Linked DNA regions of Hordeum vulgare: region 1 is linked to region 2. A link is a contact called in public Hi-C data. All regions are on one chromosome and are shown on one strand. The core of a region is the stretch at or near the end of the contact, and the rest is flanking DNA. Distances in the headings are between cores, read along the strand shown. Region 1 holds the start of LOC123411864 (pentatricopeptide repeat-containing protein At3g22470, mitochondrial-like). Region 2 holds the start of LOC123412260 (probable L-type lectin-domain containing receptor kinase S.5).

Region 1 (5,384 bases), core at 1,196-3,695, 250 kb after region 2:
TTTCTACACACAAATAACACCATGGCAGTTCTGTTGAGAACAACATCACTCCTGGTTAGTTTCATTCAAACCATGCAAAATTAGAGTCCAAAACAATAGTAAAAGTGTTTGGAAAAGTAGATATGTTTGAGACGTATCAATACCAAATAGTTTCGTGGAGCTAACATACATATTTTCACTAAGAGGGTCGTTCAAAGGTAGCAACTTCACTTGCTCCTTCCCCTCTTGGAGGTACGGTCCCCGTTGTTTTTTTGAACGAGTCTTATTAGCCTTCTTCTTGCGGGGGCGAGGACGCAGTTTCTGAAATGGGGATGGACTTGCACAATCCTTCTTCGGCTGCTTCCCCCTCTTCTTGTCCTGGGTTGTCTAAGTTGTGTAGGTCCGTCATTATCGTCATACTTCTTCTCCTCATCACTTTGTTCCTCTTCTTCCTCATGTATTTCTTCTGCACGCTCCTCATCATCTTCTTCCTCTTCATCTTCTTCCTCGTCGTCCTCCTCCCCGTCCTCCTCAACCAACCTAGACGACGAGGCTACATGGCTCAATGAAGCGAGGGTACGCATCGGGTCTACACGAGCATGAGTATAAATAGAGGTAGCACACCCAAGCAGGCCCACCAACTTGCGATAATGCTTCACAAACTTCTGCAATAAGAATGAAACAAGAACACAATATGGATCAAGTTTATGATTACAAATGAAAAAGAACAAATAAACAAGAACATAAGAATGAACATAATAATAAGAAATAAAGTAAGTCTACGAGGCTCGATGTTACCTTTATCGTTCCCCTCAACTTGTTATAAGAATCTTAGGTATGGGGGATAGAACTTAGCGCACCCGAGCCATCAAAAATGCTTTTGTTCAGCTTCGAAGCCTGCAAAAGTAGATTTAAAAAGAATAAATGAGTCACACCCACTAAAGTAGATTCCATCCAACCGCCGGTTTGAAACAAATGAACACAACTTACCGCTCTCTTCATGACGGGTGCATACTCCCTAAATCCGCCTTCTAACTCCCTAATGCTGTCATGGTAGGCTTCATTCTCGGAGTCGTCATCATATAGCGATTCGACATCTGTTGTCCTCAACTAGGCCCTAGGCACAGACAATGCTTCAAGCCATTGTCGTACCATCGCATGTGATCCTCGTAGTCCTCCCAGTCAAGCACTTTCCTCTCCACATATTTGCGAGTTTTCCACTCGTTCCATTCCCACACATATTTGTCATGCTTCTCTCCCCAATCCGTGATCGACTGACACTTGTAAACATGATTCATAAGTATGATTCATTCATTCATTTTGCATAAGACTTTTTAACATTATTCATTCATTTCTTTAATTTGCCAAAAATATATTAAATAACTTAAGCAATAATTCTCCAACATCCACTATGTGCATATGGTTGATTCATATCACAAACATGCATCACATCAAAACAAACCTAGAAGTTCATTCCTTCAATATGCATCATATCAACATTTTTTTTACATGAACTAGGGTTCATCATGTAGTTCATCATGAAAATACATACAATCTCTCCAACAGGTAACTACAACTTCATATTCAACCTCATAGAACATCTAGAATAAAGCTAAAACAAACCTAGGATTTTGTTTAAACAAGTTAAAAAAATAGGGTGGATTTGAAGCAAATAATGCATCAAATTGGATGCTATTTTACTAAAACTAATTGGAGGGATCGGAGAAGCTTACTTTTCTCGTTTCGGGGCCATCTCGATTCGCAAAAAATGGTGAAGGAATGAAAGAGATCAGAGAGGGAGAGTGAAGGGAATGAGAGAGGGTAAGAACTGCCATTCTTGCGGCGGGGTGGGGAGGAGATGAGGAGGGCGAACCGGTGCCCTGGCCTTATAAGTGTCCAGATCCTATCGGCATACCCTGCGACGGTAGGATTTCACAGCTTACCACCGAACCCTGTAGCTATAAGGGTGAGCGGAGCTCACGACAACCGTGAGTTGGCTGCTGACAAGGATTAGTCAGCTACCGCCGACAACTCTCGTGGTAGGCTGTCTAACCCTACCGCCAAGCTCCATGACGGTAAAAAAAAGGGTCAAATCACGATTTTTTTTCCATCCAAGATCAGATTCGGCTAAACATAGCCAAAAGGGTCAAAACACAAAATTTTGCCATTGTAGACACATATCTTGCACACTATCTATTTATAAATGTAAGACATTTTGGTAGTTCAGATTGTAACATTTAGTTTTGAAGTTATGTCGTGCTCTATGTTTCTAGGAAAGCCATGATGTGCCAACCTACACCAAAACAAAATTGCATTTTGTTTGGAAACAACAAAAGCCTTGAAGCGACGCACGGCAAGGCCACTCGCTTCGATCTGCTCGCTCCATCTTGAATCCAATGGTACACAGTGAGTGAGTTGGCATCATATTCATAGTCAACCAGTATACCTCAAGTGCGCGGAAGCCATTGCCGCCTGCCCTCAGTTTTCCCTCTCACACTCTCCTCCGCCGCCGGCGCCCGATGCGCCACCTCGTCGCGGCGGCGAAACCATCCCGGCGACGGCATTCCTTCTTCTCCTTATCCTCCTACCACCAACTCTCCACCACGACCACCAGCAGCACCTTTTCCTCCCATCTCTGCTCCTTCTACGACCCCGCGGCGCAGTTCCTTCCCTCCGGCTCTCCCCGGCACCTCTCCCTCCCAACCTCCCTCCGCCGCGACTCCTTCCTCGACCTCGCGCGCATCCTCAAGTCCTCCCTGCAATGCCACCTGGCTCTCCGCACCCTCACCTCCCAGACCCCCCCGCTCCATGCCCGCTTCGCCGCCGCCTCCCGCCTCGCCTTCTTGTCCCCGGCACTGCGCCCCTTCGCATCCCTCCTCCTCGCCGCCCTCCTACCGGCCGCCTCGCCGCATCTCCTCGCCTGGTGCGCCTCCCCAGGCGGCGCTCCATACGCCGCCCTCCGCCTCGCGCTCCACGCCTTTCTGGCCGCCGGCATGCCGGCTGAGGCGCTCGTCGTCCTCGCACGCATCCGCAGCGCCCGGAAAACGCCCAGCCTCTCGGCGATCGCGACGCTGCTGCGCCTGCTGTTCCGCGAGGGCAATGTCCAGGCCGCGTGGAAGGTGTTCGTGGAAATGACCGCGATGGGGCCACGGCCGAGCGTCGCCATCTTCAACGCCATGATCCTAGGGTTATGCCACAGGGGACTAGTCCCTGTAGCTGCGGGATTGCTTGGTGTCATGTGGAGGTTCCATGTTATCCCTGACGCGTGCAGCTATAACATCCTCATCAAGGGACATTGTGTATTTGGGCAGGCAGGGAATGCTTTTGAGCTGTTTGAAAAAATGCACAAGTCAGGGTGCGAGCCTACTGTTGTGACGTATAACATTTTGGTGAATGTATGGTGTCGTGTTGGGAATATGGTGGAGGCAAGGAGGCTGTTCGATGAGATGGTGGCGGTGGGGGTCGAAGCAAATACAATCACCTTCAATGTTTTAATCGATGGGTATGCAAAGACCGGGCAGATGGACGAGGCTGATGCCGCCTACAGAGAGATGAAGGAGAGGGGATTGCTGCCAGATTGCTGCACTTTCAACATTCTTTCTGCTGGAGCATACAAGTTTGGGAAGGCCGTGCACTTGGCACATGAGCAGCAGGAGCTGTATGAAATGTTTGGTTCACAGGTATCAGCAGACAATATAGATATGATGATCTGTCGGCTTTGTTGGGATGGACGATTGGATGATGCCCGGCAGCTTGTGTGTTGTGCAATCGAGCAGGGTGCTCCAGTGAGTGTTGCAGGATTTAATGCTTTGATTGCTGCATATAGCAAGGAGGGATTTGAAGAAGAAGCTCTCGAGTTATATAAACTCATGAAAGAGATAGGCCTTGCACCCTTATCCTCCACTTTCAATTACTTGATACTGGGTCTATGCAATCAAGGAAGACTAGATGATGCACAGCTTTTGCTAGAACATATGATTAGTAAGGGATATTCTGTTGGTACCTCATTTACAGTTTACATGGATTCATGCTTCAGGTCTGGTAATGTAGAAGGTGCCTTGAAATGCTGGGATGATATGTTGAAAGTTGGTGTGCAGCCTGATTTTATCGCTTTCTCAGCATATATCAGTGGCCTTTGCAGATTTGATCATGTAAATGAGGCTTATCGGGCATTTGTGGAGATGGAAAGAAGAGGTCTTGTTCCGAACAATATTACTTACAACTCTCTGATATCTGCGTTTTGTAGGGTTGGCCATGTGACCGAAGCACTGAAACTAGAGCAGAAGATGAGGCAGAGTGGTCTTGTTCCTGATGTTTTCACAAGCAACATTTTGATTGATGGTTTTTGCAGAGAAGGAAGGTTGGATATCGTGAATAACCGTTTCTTGGACATGCTCAGTAGTGGCTTAACTCCTGATGTAGTGACGTACAATACAATTATTAATGCATATTGCCGGGCCAAGGATATGAATGGTGCCATGATTTTCATGAACAAGATGCTTGCAGATGGCTGTGATCCAGATATTTTCACATATAATATTTGGATTCATAGCCTCTGCAACAACCATTCGATGAATCGAGCAGCGAGAATGCTGGATGAACTTGTTGCTATTGGTTTCACACCTAATTCAGTTACATACAACACACTGATGGATGGCATTTGCAGTGATGTCCTTGATCGAGCTATGATTCTCACCGGTAAACTGATTAAGATGGCTTTTCAACCCAACACCATCACACTTAATGTTTTCTTTTCTCATTTCTGTAAGCAAGGCCTTGGAAGGCGAGCCCTTGTGTGGGCGGAGAAGCTCAGAGAAGGTTCTGTTGCTTTTGATGACACAACAATGAATATACTTGACTGGGCTTCCAAGGAGATGGAGGATGACCTCCAGGGTAGAGTTGCTGATATTGACAAGTGTATGTTTCTCGAGTTCTTAATGCTCATAACGTACAACACTATGAGCAATAATAGATCCCCAAAGTTTAGACATGTGCCAGTTATTGATCCTGCTGGCAGCGATACAATCGAAGTTTTAGACACTGGGTAATAACCAAAGTTCATAATCACATGAGCTACTTGACAACATGAGCCACACGATCAAAGTTTTTGGTGTCAATGAGGGACGTCGGCATTGAGATGACACAATGGTCGCCAGCCTGGAGGAGGCAAGCAAGCAGACATCAATTAGCTGGCCAGACAAACGAGAGGAGGAGGAAGAAGACGACGGGACTAATCGGTCAGGGTGTGTGGTCGATGGGGTCCTGTCGCCAAAGGGCACCATCTACTGCTGCAAGCACTTCGACTCCGACCTTGCCTATGCCCAGCACATTGTGTCCAAGGTCTCGGTCTCCTCCTATGTCTCCCATCTCCATCTACACCCCTTCTCCATTTTTATTCATCCTGT
Region 2 (5,105 bases), core at 1,034-3,533:
CTTGATCTTCAAACAAAGAAGCTTGACATGGAGGAGGTCATGAAGAGGAGGAAGCGTGACATCGAAGAGGCCGCTCAACGCAAGAAGCTAGAGATCGAGGCCATCATTGCCGAGACAACAGCCAAGGAGGTGGCACTACTGTTGATGTGCGTCGACAAGAACAACATGTCACTTGAGAGGAAGCTTGGTTCACGAACCGCCAGAAGGAGATGTTCACCCGCGACGGCCTGAACTAGGTGAGATCTCGGTCGCGATGGCCGCGATGACGGTTCTTTTTGAAGGCTTGCTGGTGTGCCGTCAATGGCTTTGTTGTCGGCATGGAAAACTTGTCCATTTTAAAGGCTGACTAATGTGCAGGCCGCTGGCTTTATTGCCGACGTCAAACTCGAGGTGATCAATTTGTAGGCCGCTGATTTTATTGCCGGCCGGCATGATCTAGCTTGAATGCGGTCGTTTGCATGGTCTAGCTACGGGTTTTTTTCGCATGCGTAAATGAGATGCGACCGAAATGGTACCGCCCGTTGGGCTCTTGACTGCCACATTCATAAATTTGGACGGATACAATTTTATTGTCATCCTTAAACGAACGAAAAACGGACGCGTTGGAGTTGGTGTGATGGCGCATGATGGTTGCACCTGATCGTAGAACCTGCATGCTCTTATCATGTCTGCCAAAGTGGTCGTCATGACGCTTCCAGCTCGCATCTCTTTTGGGCCCAATTATTCTCGCGGTTTCGCGTACTAGTCCATGACTTCACACTGCAAAGTCGAGCCATGTAGCGATCTTTTGGAGGGAATAGGAAAAGAAAAGTGCAATGCCCTGAAGTCCTGAACAACTCAAAGTTGGTACGGAGACATGGCTGGCTGTGCATGTGCAGGCTACTGATGCTGCGGTTGATAGGATAACATCAGATCCCTGGAAAGAAAATCCTGGACTACAATGCTTGAACTGTAATTTCTTTAACCGAATCCTTGTCTTCCCATTCATTCCCAGCGGATCCTTTTTATCCCTTTTCATTGAACGAACCAAGTTCACCTATACGAGAGTGAGGAATAGAAATCCTACAATCAACTTCCCTATTCCAGTTCCAGTTAGGTTTCCTCGGAATTTCTACTCCAATCCGAACTCGTGGAGACCATCTTGCTCATCGTTGCCGGACAACATTTGTTACATTTGCTGCCATGCGTTATGTCAGTGCGTCACAACCCTCGACCGGGACATGCAGTCAACTGTTGACCGGTGGATCGTCCCCCGTTGGCCAGCCGCCCGCCCGTGAACACCTTCTGCCTGCCGTCTCCTTCTTGTTCGGTGTCACGTACAGCAACAAACAATGATAAGCTTGCTGTCAAAGTCTCAAAGAACAAAGAAACAAACAAACAATGATGAGAGGTGAGTTAGTACCATTAAAGGTTGGTGAAGACGGCCGGGTAATCGACATCCACCTATACCCACCTTTGTTCCTTTGGTAGAGGAGCATAAATCTCGTTGTTCATAACTAATACTCTCTTCGTCCAAATATAATTGTCATAAAAAAAAATCTAATATAGTATTTTACTTTTATACAACTTATTTTATTCATTCATACGATAAGTAATTCTGGATGAAAGGAGTACTAAGAAGAGTGCTCGACGACGAAGAATTGTCAAATTTATTCCGGCTAAGCTGTATACTACTTCCTCCGTACAATTATGGTGAAGAGAAAAATGAAAGAAAATAATATTTATTTGCTAATTAATATCATTGCATGTAATGCACTGATCATTGTATGTCATTCTAGATATCTTAAATCATTAAAAACATATGCAAACCAACCTGTGGTTGGATGATTATATGGACAATGGTATCTTCAGCCCATCAGGTTTTAAGTCCCGGTATTTGCATTATTTTTGAATCTATTTCAGGATTTTTCGACGATAAGCTTTTAGGGATAGGGTATGCGTATGTGCGTTTATATAGATGAGTATATGCGTGTGTATATGAACGCTTGCGTTTATACTCTATTCAAAAAAGTCATGAAAATCATACACGCATCACGATTTTTGTTAATTGATTTCTTTATTCACATAAAAAAACAAAACAAGATGAAAATCAGTACGCCGTATATAAGTATTTTAAAATTATTTGATTTTTTTTAAATAACTTATGGGTGTGGACGAAGGAAGTACTAGTAGTAGTATTCCTTCATTCCTCCGGTCAAAGCACAATCTCGTTCTTCACAACCAATGAGAGGGTTTGATGCCGAAGAGTGCTTAAGTTTGTTCCGTCAAGCAATACACGAGCACCAGTAGTAGCACTGCAGTCCAAAGTGCCAAAGAAAAACCACCAAGTTACAAAAGAAAAACCACCATCTTATGAGCTAAACTCAACATTTTATCCGAAATTCCGAGTCAGCATGGCGCTAAATTTCGAGCTCACAGCATACGAAGTCTATCTTGTAAAAACTCATCCTATCTCATAGAAAAGGGTAGTTGTCAAGAACTTCCAACTTGCCACATCACCTGCAGGCTGCAAGAAACAGCAAAAATCAGCATTGCTATCACCCCGATCACAGCCTCTCAGAAAGATTACGGGAAAAGCGACCTCGGGCGGGAGATAAGGTAAGGAGGCCAGCGCCTTCCTGTCTGCTTCTCCGCAAGGAGACACCGGTGTGAACGTGCCTGTGCAACCGCAAGAACCCTTTTTTCCCCTTTCTCCCTGTGACTTTTGCCTTTCTTACATCTACACCGGCGGCGGCAGAATCTAATCTCCCAGAGCAGGAAAACCGATAGAAATAAGCACGCGGCTTGGGCAGGTGCACCGTGCACGGCGTCCAGTTGAACCGAACCTCCCCGCACGGTCCTCCTGGTTCGCCATTAATGGCCGTGCATTTACTCGTACTGTCCCTCCTCGTCTTGGCCTCTTCTAGCTCAGGCTCCACCACCGCGCTCGCCACGAACGCCACTGCCGATGGCTCGCTGGATGGTCTGGATGCGGGGAGCGTCACCCGGTTCAGCTTCTCCAACTTCCATCCCGACTACCGTGGCAAAAACCTGACGGTGGTCGGCGATGCCGACATAACCAAGGGCGCGCTCCAGATCACGCCGGACACTCTCAACGAGCCCGCCCACTTCCTCACCAATAAGTCCGGCCGCGTCCTCTACTCCGCACCAGTCAGGCTCTGGCGCCGCGATAAGGGCGGCAAGGGCAAGGGCAATGCCGGCGCCGGCGGCAAGTTGAAGGTCGCGTCCTTCCGCACCGTCTTCACCGTCAACGTCTTCCGCGTGTCGGGCGCGGAGCCGGCGGAGGGGTTCGCGTTCCTTATCGCGCCGTCCGCGGGCGAGCCGCCCGCCGCGAGCTACGGCGGCTTCCTCGGCCTCACCAACGCGACGACCGACGGCAACGCCACGAACCAGGTCGTCGCCATCGAGCTCGACACCGAGAAGCAGCCATACGACCCTGACGACAACCACATCGGCCTCAACGTGAACAGCGTCGTCTCCGTCGCCAACGCCTCGCTCACGCCCCGCGGCATCGAGATCTCGCCGGCCAAGACCGCCAAGTACAACGTCTGGATCGACTACGACGGCGACGCCCGCCGCATCACGGTGTACATGGCCGACGTCGACGCCGCCAAGCCCGCGTCTCCGGTGCTCGCCGCGCCGCTGGACCTCGGGGCCACCGTGGCCGAGAAGTCCTACTTCGGGTTCGCCGCGTCCACGGGCCGCAAGTACCAGCTCAACTGCGTCCTGGCGTGGAACATGACGGTGGAGAAGCTGGACGAGCCCGGCAAAACCAAGGGCCTGATCCTGGGACTCGCCGTCGGGTTGCCCGTGGCGGCGCTCGCGCTGGGCGCCGCCGCCGCATTGGGGTACTACATGTGCGTGGTGAAGCGGCGGAAGGTGCGGCGCGACAAGGGCAGCGCCATCACCGGGAACATGATCCGGAGCCTCGCCGGCGGGCCGCGTGAGTTCGAGTACCGGGAGCTGCGGAAGGCGACCAACAACTTCGACGAGAGGATGAAGCTGGGGCAGGGCGGGTACGGGGTGGTGTACCGCGGCACGGTGACCGACGACCACAGCAACCCGACCGCCGCGGGGACCACGGTGGAGGTGGCGGTCAAGAAGTTCTCGCGGGCGAGCACGCAGGGGCAGAACGACTTCCTCGCCGAGCTCAGCATCATCAACCGCCTCCGCCACAAGCACCTCGTCCGCCTCGTCGGTAAGCCCTGCCACCCCACCCTCCGGCCGCCGCCGCCGCCGAGCAACTTGTTCATTTCTTTATTCGCTTGTGGTTTTTCCGACACGTGATTCTTGCACATGGGCTGTCGCCATTAACAAAGGCCAATTTGAACCCAATTTGCTCGGTTTCCTAAGGTTGATGCATGTGCACACTTGCGCAACAAATGCTTTGACCCTTCACTTTAGTTGAACTTTACAGCTTGAATGCGTTCGTGCCGTCAAACTTAATAGACCAACCAAGCTTTCCCAGTCTGTATTCTGCTTAATTAACAATGTCACCTTGTCCCTTTTTTAAATAAAAGAACATCTTGATCAATTATCACACAGGATGGTTTCATAGATACACCTCATTGCAAGCAACGCCCATCATGATCTATCTATTCGGTTCATATAAAAAGAAAAAAAAATCTATCTATTCCTTGGGTAAGGCCACATTTCTGACATTTTATGTTCATACTCTGTACATGTACAAAGTTTGGAGTATGCTGTAATCCAAACTTTGTGCATGTACGTACATGTTAGATTAGACATAAGCCCACATTTTTCTTACAAGAATATGATGATCTAAACATTTTGTCCAAGATTCTTACTGTTGTAGAACAAAAAAATTAGCGAGTGCGAGATGCAGAGTACTCCTGTAATTAACATGGCTGGATGGAGGGTGCAGGGTGGAGCCACGACAACGGCGAGCTGCTGCTGGTGTACGAGTATATGTCGAACGGCAGCCTGGACCAGCACCTGTTCAGCTCGGCGCCGGGGTCTCGGCCAGGGCAGCAGCTCGGGTGGGAGCTCCGGTACAGCATCGTGCAGGGCGTGGCGTCAGCGCTGCACTACCTGCACGACCAGTTCGACCAGCGCGTGGTGCACCGCGACCTTAAGGCCTCCAA

What was found. A called contact is a pair of places that touch in the nucleus more often than the background predicts.
Region 1: a Hi-C map of seedling shows a contact between it and region 2, with 5 times the contacts expected there. The contact joins the promoter of LOC123411864 here to the promoter of LOC123412260 in region 2. A contact is called at or near these places in 4 of 6 Hi-C or Micro-C datasets (leaf, seedling and an unstated tissue) and 1 of 1 datasets of contacts at active chromatin or transcription factors (embryo).

Annotation. Positions count from the first base shown.
Region 1 is chr7H:183,902,475-183,907,858 of MorexV3_pseudomolecules_assembly, forward strand. It overlaps LOC123411864 (pentatricopeptide repeat-containing protein At3g22470, mitochondrial-like), which reads left to right and starts at 2,446. Exons shown (of 2, transcript XM_045104822.1): 1 at 2,446-5,319. The coding sequence starts at 2,499. The coding sequence ends at 5,027.
Region 2 is chr7H:183,647,753-183,652,857 of MorexV3_pseudomolecules_assembly, forward strand. LOC123412260 (probable L-type lectin-domain containing receptor kinase S.5) reads left to right here and starts at 2,284. Exons shown (of 2, transcript XM_045105208.1): 1 at 2,284-4,198; 2 at 4,886-5,105. The coding sequence starts at 2,857.